Regions from separate parts of the Zea mays genome. Here region 1 is linked to region 2. A link is a contact called in public Hi-C data. All regions are on one chromosome and are shown on one strand. The core of a region is the stretch at or near the end of the contact, and the rest is flanking DNA. Distances in the headings are between cores, read along the strand shown. Region 1 holds the start of LOC100274583 (DUF1677 family protein). Region 2 holds the start of LOC100286062.

Region 1 (6,022 bases), core at 2,954-5,453, 210 kb before region 2:
CTTAGAAACTGGGTTCTAAACATTAAGTTTTTTATAAACTATTTTCTAGAAATTGGAGATAGAATCTGGTTTCTTTAAAATTGGGATGCTTCTAAACGGACCCTAAGGACATGGTTAGATCATATGCAACTAAAAATCGGTTGAGGTCCTATTTGGATTTTAGCTAACAAGCTAGCTAATATCTTATGCACTATTCAATTAATAATTAGCAACTGACTGGTTTCACTTGAGTAACACAACTAGCAGTTAGCTACTAGGTGGATCCAAATCCAGCCAAGCTTATAGAAAGTGCACAGTAAATTAGTCTCTTTATAAAATATGTCTTGATCTTGACATCCATAAATGTATATGTATATATTAAAAATCTTGTCAAATTTGAGAAGCCTCGACTAAAAAACTAAAATAACATACTCCATATAGTTTTTAGCTAAGTTAAACTATAACTTAGATTATAAGCTAGGAAAAAGCTATCTCGAGTTATGCAACAAAAAAAGTTCTAAACATTTTGGTTAAAATAACTACAAAATATACCATCGTTATCTTTCTTAAAGTATAACACAACGTTTCCAACAACTATTTGTGCCACTGCAGTTCGAGTCACTAGTTGAGTTCTCATTTGTTCAGTGGCGGATGAAGAAATAAAATCAAGGTGTGGCGAGACGATACACTAGTGTAACCAAGTCGTCCCTAGTGTGCATCAAATTCATTTGACCAAACTTTTTAAGATGTGACAACCCACTTTTTTGCATCAAATTCATGGCTATCAGTGAGCAACTCGCTTCTCATCTCTTTTTCATGTCACTATAAGTCTGATGTGACATATCTTACATCTTACCTACATCACCTCATTATACTTGCTCTAAGGATTAAAACGTAATAATCTACAGTGGGAACTTCTATGAAAATTCATGTGTCATTATACTTGTGATGTCATGATATGGTAGACATACTCTATGACGTTAAAACTCGACCTATTTGTCTAAGCAATCCATTGTGTGATACCTTGGGTAACCTAGTGTCTTTACCATGACAATATATTTTCACCAAACAATACTGATTTTATATAGACAACCACTAGATCAAAAACACATAAAACATATCATATCGTCGTTAGATCTGGTGGCCATTATGTTCGTCGGTAAAGCTCTGTGCTACGACAACGATAGTTAGGGAAGCGACATTGGTGTCAGTGAAGACCAATGGTGAAGTTCCCATTGCTGACAACCTCTCTCTAGATCGCTCCAGTGTTTCGGGTGAGGAGTCGTAGACAGTGGTGCGAACCTTGTTAAACTTGGCGCGCTTGTCCCCATCTTCTTTTATAGGGCTACATAATAGGGACTCACCAGCCTGTGTTGGATGGCCCCGATTAAGGTACGAGGTCAAGAGCTCAGTTAATAAGATAGGTGTGTGTCCGACTAGGTCAAGAATACGGCTAAGCCTAATCCGGGGGTGTTTGGTTTCTAGCGACTAAAAATTAGTCCCTAGAAACCAAACACCCACTCAGAATATATGGAAGAAATGAATGATAAGCAACTGTGACAAGAAAATTAAAAAATACAAGACCATCGGGTGGCTTTTTCTTGGGTACCGGTACCGCACACATGTCGCCTTTTGCTTTGTCGTCAGCCGCATGTGCCGTAACATACTCGTGGCATGCCGTCGTCACCGTCTTTATGCTTTGCTTCACACCTTGCTCCACCGTCTGTGTGTATTGTGGTCTCAATTCACTTCAACACCTTGGGTTCTTACGATGGTTGAATACTCAGTCTTAACTCTTAAGCAGCTTTTCATTCTCTGTAATTGGCCCACTGAATGACAAACGAGCACATGTATATCTCAGGCAACTGTTGAGTTCGCCCAAAGATGTATACATATGATGAAGCAAGAAACAAAAAAGAGATGGGAGACAGTCGTGGGTCATGACAAAACCAAGGTGTGGCAGATGCTACACCTTGCCCTATTGAGAGCCCTGAAAGTCAATTAGTCAAGAGCATAAAAAGCAAGTGCTCGTGACATGGACAAGTAGGCCCGGGTCCTCCACATGCATAGTACCAGTGGAGCATATATCGGTCCAGTGCTGAGTGCTGGCATCTAATGTTAGCTTATTCCTATGACATGGCGCCACCAGCTGGTGTTCCCATCTTCAGTGTCCCATAAGATGTAGATAAACACACACACACACAACAAACAACAAGTTAAAGTTGTTATGACATGGTACTGGAGCAGCGTGACAAGGCACAAGAACACACGATATTTTTTCTTTAAAAAATGTAAATGGTCACTGTCTAGTAAGGTCATGTTTGATAACAAAGTATTTTGATACTAAGGTTTTATACATTAGGTATAGAGTTTTACCTATGTAAAACCGTAGTCAGTGGCAGAGCGGAACGAAAATACAATGTATGGCAGTGGAGAGTATCCCTAGACACATGATTGCTTGAGAGGGGAAGTGAGGTGCAGGGAGGATAGGAGGGCACTGGGCGGCCGCACAGGCGAGAACGGAGGTTGTCCGGTCAGGTAGAGCTGACCTGGACTCTTCACGCTTGGAGCCTTGGATTGTTGTTGGTGTTGGAGAAGGGAAGCGGGCAAGGGACCTGGGCATTGGCACACCACACATTAATCACAGTCCGCAGGCCGCACGATGACACTGACGTGATGAAGGCACGACCATGGCTCACGGTTGCACACCACACTAGCTGGAGAGCATGGAGCACCACACTAGTTGCCAGAGCGGAGAAGGGCACTGAGGGCGGAGCTAGATAGTCCTAAGTCGCGGAGATGGCCTATAGCCCGCGAGCAAGTGGCAGCTCCGCAATGCGCGTTGCACATGACAACGACTGTGCGTGTGAGGGTTGTGAATGACGACGGAGAAGATGATCAGGTGTCCAGGTGAATGGCGATCTCGACCAGGCTAAGGTATGCGCGTGAGCCATACCGAGTGCTTCGTCCCTGACCGTAGTATTTCTTGAAATTGTGGACTGTTTGGTTACAATCCTATCTAAGGGCCAGCGGCTGCTGCACATTCTGTCGCTGTCAGATTCGTCCACAAAGTGAGCAACCCCAATGGCAACGACTGAGACAAAACTTTGGTCGTGATTCCAGTTTCTAAAACTCTAAAATTACTACAATTTTGAGGATATTGTAATATTAAAAACTGCAGTATGCAAAATCCAACCAAAACCCTCGTGTCTTTCAATAACTTATAGGGTGTTTGGTTGGAGGAATGTGTTAGTTCATCATCTTCTCACTCCTCAATTTTTTTGTTTGGTTTATGGAATGGAATGAGTTGATCCATCACCACCTCATTTCCCATAGTTAGTTAGTTAGTATTAATATGAGGAATGGGATCATCCCACCAAATTTGAGGAATGAACCCATGATGCACCACCTCAATTTGGATATAGTGATTCCTTAAACCAAACACCCTATTAGTTTCCTCAAATATTACATTATCTTATCAAAACCACAATAATACCGCGGTGCCAAACATGCCTAATAGTATTACGAAAAAGTGGCACATTTGGCTTCATCGCTATAACTCCAAATAAGCAAGTAGATCATTTTGCATTCTCGGAGAATGACTGTTAAGCCTAGAACATAGTCGAAACTTAACGTTCCATGCATACATTATTCTTTAACTATACATAAGGTATACTTAAATATATAATGAAAATACACCCCATCTGTTCTAAATTAATATTTGTTTTAGCTCTTAGTTTTTATGTCTATATTTAAATATTTGATGATAAATCTAGACATAAATATATACAAAAACACATCCATCAATTATTGTATGAATTTAATAAAAGACTAAAACGAATTTTAATTTGAGACAAAAGAAGTATCTGCCAAAGATTAAAAAAATGGCTATAAGAACGAGGGAGTAACATCAATGTTTAGTTCAAATTTTGGGGGACCTGCATCAATTTAACAACTAATAACAAAATAAGCATAGCTGTCGCTGCCAGCTCAGCAGCCGATGTTTCATCAAACCCCGGATGCCGAAGCGATTCCTACCTCAATCATTTGCGATGCGGGCCCCACACAAACCACCTCACCACGGCACCACGCCACAGCGGCACAGCCCCCTCCGTCCTCCCGCCATTTTTACCGACGCTGCTGGCCGCACTGACCCCCCGTTTCCTCGAATACAAAAGCCGCACACCCAGAGGCCAGAGCGATCAGCTCCACCAATCGCAGCTCCGCTGCCCTGCTCTCCACCTCCTCCAGACCTCCACCATGGACGAGCCGCCGCTCCATCCACCGCCCCTCCCCCATGCCCTCACCACCGCCGAGTAACACCTCCTCGCCGCCGCCCTTGCCTTGACGGATTCGAATAATTCGTGGAAGAGAAGTTCTTATTCCCTTGCCTTCAGCCGTACTGCGGCGGCGGAATCTCTCTCTGGACTTCTCCCCGATGTCCGTGGCGGCCGAGCAGGAGGTGGCGCCGGCCGTCGTGGCCGTGGCCGAGGCGGAGGAGTGGGAGGTGTGCGCCTGCTGCGGGCTCAGGGAGGAGTGCACGCCGGCGTACGCGGCCGGCGTGCGCGCGCGGTACGGCGGGCGCTGGCTGTGCGGGCTCTGCGGCGACGCCGTGGGCGAGGAGGTCGCCGCCGGGGGCGGCTCGGTGCTGGAGCTCGAGGCAGCGATCGCGGGGCACGCCGCCTTCTGCCACGCGCTCGGCGGGCGCCGGACGCCGGCCGCGGCCGAGCGGCTCATCGCCGCGGTGCGGCGGCTGCTCCGCGGCGCCGACGCGGGCGGCAAGGAGGAAAAAGCCGTGGTGGTGGTGGAGTTCCAGGAAGCCTCTTGACCGCCTGCCTGAATTTGAATGGGACGGATCGAAGATTTGTTCTTGCAGGCGGCGCTAGCTAGCTACTCTGCTAGTCCTCTTTTCGTAATTTGCATTTTGATTAGTTCTCAATATTTGTATGCTTAAATTCGGACATGAACGCTGAAATTTCTCCAACCCTTGTACACGCCCTAGGAGATGTGGAACATCAGAAATTTTGGAGAAAGAGGGTTGTGAGAGATTTGAAGTATATATAAAAGCTACAAGATGGGAGAATCCCATCTTTCATGTCATTTAGGCCCCGTTTCAATCTCACAGGATAAACTTTAGCTTTCTGCTAAACTTTAGCTATATGAATTGAAGTGCTAAAGTTTAGTTTCAATTACCACCATTAGCTCTCCTGTTTAGATTACAAATGGCTAAAAGTAGCTAAAAAAAAGCTGCTAAAGTTTATCTCGCGAGATTGGAACATGGCCTTAGTTGAAATTCATCCAATCTGTATATTTATGATTTAAGAATGCTAGGGGTGGTCGATTCTAAACAGGAATAACACCGAATTCTAAATAAAAATTGCAAAGTGACTGGCAGCCAAAGAACAGGTTCTAGATGGGGGCAACACAACACTCGCTACTTGCTTGCAATTTCTTTGAGCTAAGTTGTTTTCAGTAAGAGTGACCCTCTTTTCCGAGTACGCGAGAAAATTTTCAGTGGTACCTTTAGTTTTCAGAGAGTTTTTTTTTTAAAAATAAGTCTTTGCTGATTCCTATTAAGGTTCCACCAAAACACGTCTGTCTAACAAATGGGAGATTAACCACTCTTGATGTTGAACTATGGTTGTTGATTGGTTCAAGGAGATGCTAATCTTCGATGATTTTGTTGAGCTCAATGGAGCGAGTACCAATCATGCATGGCTGTCAATGCGATGCTCATCTTCACGTGCGCCAAGTTGAGCCCAATCAGGATCCATGGTTTCTTCCGCAATTTTTTTGTTCCGTCGCGCGTCCGACATGAAGAATCCTCCTGTGATTTTAGCGTGGATTTAGGTTTGTTTGAATGCACTACATCTAATAGTTAGTGGATAAAATTAGCTAGAGACATCTAAACACTCTAGCTAATGTTTCAGCTATTAGTTGCTACTAGTTAGCTCTATCTAATTCTACTAATAATTTTTTAGCCAATTAATTATTAGCTCTAATTTATTCAAACACTCCATCAGCGTCCTACGAACAAACATTC
Region 2 (5,862 bases), core at 2,019-4,518:
CTAGGATGCGGCACGCAACGTGGCCCAGTGAGCGTGTGGAACGTGCCACCCATCACCCATGTCGCATGGCAGTGGATGGATAGCTAGACCCGAAAATCGTCCTGACGGGAGGCTTGCCTGTCCCCGGCCTGAGGGCTCAGGGCTTTGGTACAGTACATCATACACATCTCCCACACTTTCTTTTTTTTCCCGTCTCATGCAGCTCATGTACGTGGACCAGAAAAGGGAAAGGGCAGAGTTGCTGCACGAACTGCTCAAGACCGGAGCTGGCTTCGACCCCCTCCCGGTTCTTACCCAGGTACGTACCACCCCACTACGACATCGCACTTACTCCTTAGGTTCCAAGATAAAATCCGTTTTGGTTTTTTAGTTGATTCATATAATACTTTGTATGTGTCTATATTCATTATCATCTACTACAATATAGACATAAAAATCAAGGGTTAAAACGAATATTATTTTTGGGACGGATGCAGTACTAATTATGCAATTACCATATGAACTCGCAGGAACACTAACAAAACAAAAATACTAACAATTTTGGGCTTCCGATCCGTTCCCTCCAGGAAACACTGATCATCTGGGGCGACAAAGACCAGGTGTTCCCCGTCGACCTCGGCCACAGGCTGCACAGGTAGGTAAAAAAAACGCACAGCTAGCGCAGCCGCAGCACCGCCGCACTGCCGAAGATCCTTGCTCTCTTTGCATTGCACGCAACGCAACCCACCACGCCACTTCGCTTCTTATCGCTCAGAGCGCTGCCATTGCACTGCGCGTGAACGCAGGCTTCTGGGCGAGAGGTCCAGGCTAGAGATCGTCAGGGACGCAGGGCACGCGCTGCAGCTGGAGGGCGCCGACCACGTCAACCGCTCCATCAAGTCGTTCCTCCTGGACGAGCGGGTCGGCCCGGGAGCCGGCGCGGGCCGCAAGTAGGACGAGGCCTTCTCCCGTCCAGGCCCACAACCAAACGGAGGCCTGCTCGCAGGTGCCTGCGTACTTGCGTTGCAGAGCTGCAACAGTGCGAACGCCAGCTGTAGTTAAGCAGCGGAGCGGCAATGACCTGCACGCACGCAGACGCCCCCACCGCCCCGCAATCATGCAGCGCTGGGGCTACTGGTTACAAAAGTACAGAGAAGCGTCGCTCCGGACTAGTTTGTTTTGTACAATAATGTCTGAAAGAACGAGCTTGTGCGGCCGAAATTCGGAGAGCTGTCTTTATCTGGTGCGCACAGTCTGTCTCTTTGTTTCTTCATGCTCAGCCTCATGAGATAACGATATATTTATGACAGCTCCAACAATAATTTGTAAGCTAAATTCAAGCATTTTATTTTATATTTCAATAAAGAAAGGGAGAAAAGCTACCTCCTGATCAAAAACTGGTTTTGTGCACGTATTTTAGGTTCACATGAGGTTGTCATGTTGGTCTAATTATATTATAAGTCATTGTGAAAAAGACAACATTATTGATAAGTCATTGTGAAAAGGCAACATTATTTAAGAAGAGATTGTCTTAAAGCTAACAAATCACAAGCTCCTGCTGTTGCGCGGGCGGGTGCCTTTACTGACTGCCCTTTTCAACAAGGTTATACTAGCATTATTCCAGAGCTATCCTTTTGTGATGCTGTGCTGATGGACCACTAGTCGCTGACAGCCCACTTGTGCAGCATATAGAAGACTAGTGTTTAACCCAATTTCTGGTTGCCGTATCTTCTTGCCCTGCCTTTACATAACATCATCCTCTTGGTGAGCAATCATCTCTCCTTCAGGAAATAAAAAAGAAGTTTAAACAAAGAGGTGTTGCCTCTACATAACATCATCCTTTTGGTGTACAAGCATCTCTTTCAGAAAAGAAGTTTAAACAAAGGGGAGACCAGAATTCTTCCCGTGGCCGCCACTCCCATATGTATCGTATGTAGGGCCTGTTTGGTTCACTACCTCAGTTGTCACATTTTACTTAACTTTTCTGCCTAAGGTTAGTTATTCAATTCGAACGACTAACCTTAGGCAAAGTGTGGCACATTTAGCCACAAACCAAACAGGCCCCTAGTCTTGTGTTCGACGTATTGTGATGGCCACGTGTAAACCATCGCCAGTGTTTCGCTGCATGGACCCCACCATCGGACGCTCCTCCTTAACTATGGCAACGTCATCACCGCACACCGCCCCGCCCTCGAAGTCGAAGGCTCCGCTAGTCCGCTTGGAGAGAAGGGAACTTCAAGTTGCACTGGTAAGTTGCCTGCATCCGTGCCCGTGATTTGTTACGATTTATTATATATCATATAAATAAATATTAAAATATATATTTAAATATAATTATTATTTATTTTTAAATATTAAAGTGCGTGTGATCTAGTGGTTAGTTTTAAAATTTTAAATCAGGTATGTGAGTTCGAGTGCTCGCTTTGTATTTTTTTTACGGACGTGAGACTGGAGCGCAAAGTGAAGTCGTGCTAACATAAGTCACCAGGTGATCATATTAGGTTAAAAAGTGTCGTCGCTAAAAGCTTTAGCAGTCGGCATCTTTTTAGCGACTAACCATCGGTTGCTGCTATTGTATTTTTAGCTACCAACTGATGGGGCAAAACACTCATAGATGAAATCAAATAAAAACCAAACATTAAAAAAGTATAGCAAAATAAACCAGAAATACATTATAATCTATCTTAGAGCATCTCCAAGAATCTTTCTAAATTTTACTCTCTATATTATCTTTTAGAGAGTTGTTTACATAAAAACCACTTTCTATATATTTCTAATATCCAACAACTTTTCTAAATCATGTTTGCACTCTAGATAGTCATCCACTTCTTCTATATTTGGTTAGTGAGAAATACGAAATAGAAGATGGCTGTCGTCGGAAGGTGTTTTCTATAAAAAAATCTCTATCCTTATTCATTAAGAACAATATAAAGAGTCTCTTAGAGTTGTTTCTTAGCATGGTTTTGGGCTTTGAAGCTCCAAATTTGATGTGAATCCGGATACTTGCCTCCATTCACTTTATATCAATTTGCATAAGAAAACTTGGTAATCCTTTTTTTAGCTCTTATATATAGTTATATGTATTAAGTGAGCACAATAGACGGTAGTAAAAAAAGAAGCGAATGAACCTATACTAGAACAGCCGAACTGAAATTTACGGGCATTGACGACGGCCAACAATGCGAGATACAAGTTTTTCTCCAACTAAAATTTTCGTTGTGGCCCGCGCACTGCTCCCTCCCTAAAAACTGTTCCATCCTTTCAAGTTCAGCAATAATGTTTGGTCCACTCAACCACTTTTCCCTTGCAAATCTGCAACTGCAATGCCCATTTTCGCCACCAAACACGCTCTCTTTAAGCTAACCATCGCGCCCCCCGTTCTCTTAGCACGTACACTTGCACACACTCTGCAAACTGAAGGTGCCGGACTAGTAGCTCCGTGTCACTGTCACCAACCAGAGCCAGAGCCATGGGGGCCAGCCTGAGCCTGGTGCCGGTGCTCGACTACTTCGCCCGCCGCGAGTGCCTGCGCGCCGGCCTCCACCAGAACGCCGTCACGCTCCCGTACCCCGACGGCGGCGCCGGGGCGACCTGCACCGTCCAGTACTGGGCTCCGCAGGGGGAGCCTGAGCTCCCGCCGCTCCTGCTGGTCCACGGCTTCGGGCCCCGGGCCGACTGGCAGTGGCGCTGCCAGGTGGGGCCGCTCTCGCGCCACTTCCACGTCATCATCCCCGACCTCCTGGGCTTCGGCGGCAGCGCGTACCCGTCCGAGACGGCGCCGCCGCCGACGGAGGCGACGCAGGCCGCGGTGCTGGCGGCGCTGCTGGGCGCGCTGCCCGGGATGGAGCGCCGGCGCGTGGCCGTGGCGGGCACCAGCTACGGCGGGTTCGTGGCGTACTGGCTGGCCCGCGAGGCGGGGCCCGCCAGGGTCGGCCCCGTGGTGATCGCCAGCTCCGACCTGCTCAAGACGGCTGCCGACGACAGGGCGTTCCTGAAGCGCGCCGGCGAAGGGTGGGGCGGCGTGGACGAGATCCTCCTCCCCGCCGAGCCCGCCGCGCTGCGGAAGCTCCTGGAGCTGGCCTCCTGCCGCCCGCCGCCGCGGCTGGTGACGCCGGACTTCCTGCTCCGTGACTTCATCCAGGTGCGGTGCGGTGCTTGTGCCTTGTGCTAAGCGGAATCCTCCCTCTTTTTGACCGTTTCTTTTGCGCCGGAAGTCAACGTCACCTCGGAATCCTGGACACTAGAATTGCTCGTGTTTTTTTTTATTAAACAATAGTCAAAGTAACGTGGAAGGAGTGCCCAAGTTTAGATGTTCTAGACAAATGGGTGCGATGCAGCATTACATTCTGCAGGAGTATATAGCGACAAACTAACAACACGGTCGGTAACTCTGCAGTCGCAGCAGCTTCCTTTTCGTTAGATTCAGATCGACGGGAAACCCACAGATGGCTGCAGCTGTTTAGGATGTTGCTGCAGGTTCAATTTTTTCCCCCCTGTTGGTACTTGCCTACTTGGTACTGTGGCTGTTACGGAAAGATGTGCAACAGCTACAAGCTACAGCGTTGCAAAAACCGCAGCCGATCAGGGCAGCAGCAACGTGTAACATGTAAAATAACTGGCTCTCTCGTACTATTCTTCGGGAGTCAATCTCTTCTGCTACAGGGGTATAATAACTGACCGAATATATAGAACATACTATCGACTTTTATATCTTTAGATAATTAACTTTGTTACAAAAAATATACTTCATAATAAATCTAAGGATACCTTTCATGGATTACGAAATCAATATATCTTTATATATGTAGTTAAAATCTTAAAACTGACTTCTCGAGAAACCATACGAGTAATTTTATTGTTTTTTTTTGTTGTACTGAGGAGTATTGTAGTACGCACTTTCGTTTCGTCAGCGCAACTCGCCAGCCGTCATTAATGCCCAACCACTAGCTTGACCCGACAGGAATCGCGAATCGACCGTATATATGGTTGGAGTCTGTCCGTTCTCTTCTGCGACTGGGCCTAGATGTTGCCTGTCCAGTGTCCACTGGTCCAGCCAGTTCAGCATTCAGCGAAGAACTCCTAGCACTGAACTTTTTTTTTCTTCCCTTTACCTGTCATCTGTCAGAAACTCTTCACGCAGAACAGGGAGCGGCTTGTCCATCTGCTGAAGGGGATTACGGTCGGGACAGAGAAGTTCCAAGTGACGCCAATATCTCAGGTACTGTTAAAAACGCAGGTTGTCTCGCGCGCGGCGCGCTATCAGATGACGCTCTGGCCTCTAGCTAGCCGCACGCCCGCGCCTCTGTCTGTGAGCCTGTGACTGAAATTTCGCCATGGACGTGCGTTGTGCAGGAAGTGCTGATTGTATGGGGAGACCACGACCAGCTGTTCCCGGTGGAGAAGGCGTTTGCGGTTCAGAGGTACGAGCGTTTCTTCACAGGCACACTGTGTTGTATGCCCGAAACAAAATAAAAACAAACAAACAGATGGCTCAGCCCGTGCTGACTGCTAAGTAACACCAACTGACTTGTCGCTGTGTCGGCAGGGCTCTGAACGGGACCGCTAGGCTGGAGGTGATACCGAAGACAGGCCACGCTCCTCAGCTGGAGGATCCGGCTCGCTTCAACAAGGTCATGCTGGACTTCTTGCTGGCTTCTCACAAGCCTGACCCCTCGGTTAGTGGTAGCGCGCAATAATTTACCAAGGTGCATTGGCGATTGGTCAGTGGTAGCCGACTCGATTGTTTGTAATAAGATCGCTGGACAGGTTCAGTTCATTCCATTAAATCAATGGTAAATTTCAAAAAGGAAAAAAATATGGTACAGATTTCTTCTTTTACCTGAGAACATCGCAACTATAGTTGTACATGTGGGCCGGCCTGGC

What was found. Hi-C and Micro-C count contacts between places; a contact is called where the count stands out from the background.
Region 1: a Hi-C map of ear shows a contact between it and region 2, with 1.7 times the contacts expected there. The contact joins the promoter of LOC100274583 here to the promoter of LOC100286062 in region 2. A contact is called at or near these places in 4 of 25 Hi-C or Micro-C datasets (bundle sheath, ear, leaf and 1 more).

What each region holds. Positions count from the first base shown.
Region 1 is chr1:16,854,862-16,860,883 of Zm-B73-REFERENCE-NAM-5.0, reverse strand. LOC100274583 (DUF1677 family protein) reads left to right here and starts at 4,203. Exons shown (of 1, transcript NM_001148936.1): 1 at 4,203-5,078. The coding sequence starts at 4,418. The coding sequence ends at 4,807.
Region 2 is chr1:16,639,327-16,645,188 of Zm-B73-REFERENCE-NAM-5.0, reverse strand. LOC100286062 reads left to right here and starts at 3,268. Exons shown (of 4, transcript NM_001370739.1): 1 at 3,268-4,120; 2 at 5,105-5,197; 3 at 5,332-5,399; 4 at 5,525-5,794. The coding sequence starts at 3,449. The coding sequence ends at 5,675. LOC100284273 reads left to right here. Exons shown (of 4, transcript NM_001159058.2): 2 at 203-298; 3 at 567-634; 4 at 786-1,371. The coding sequence ends at 933.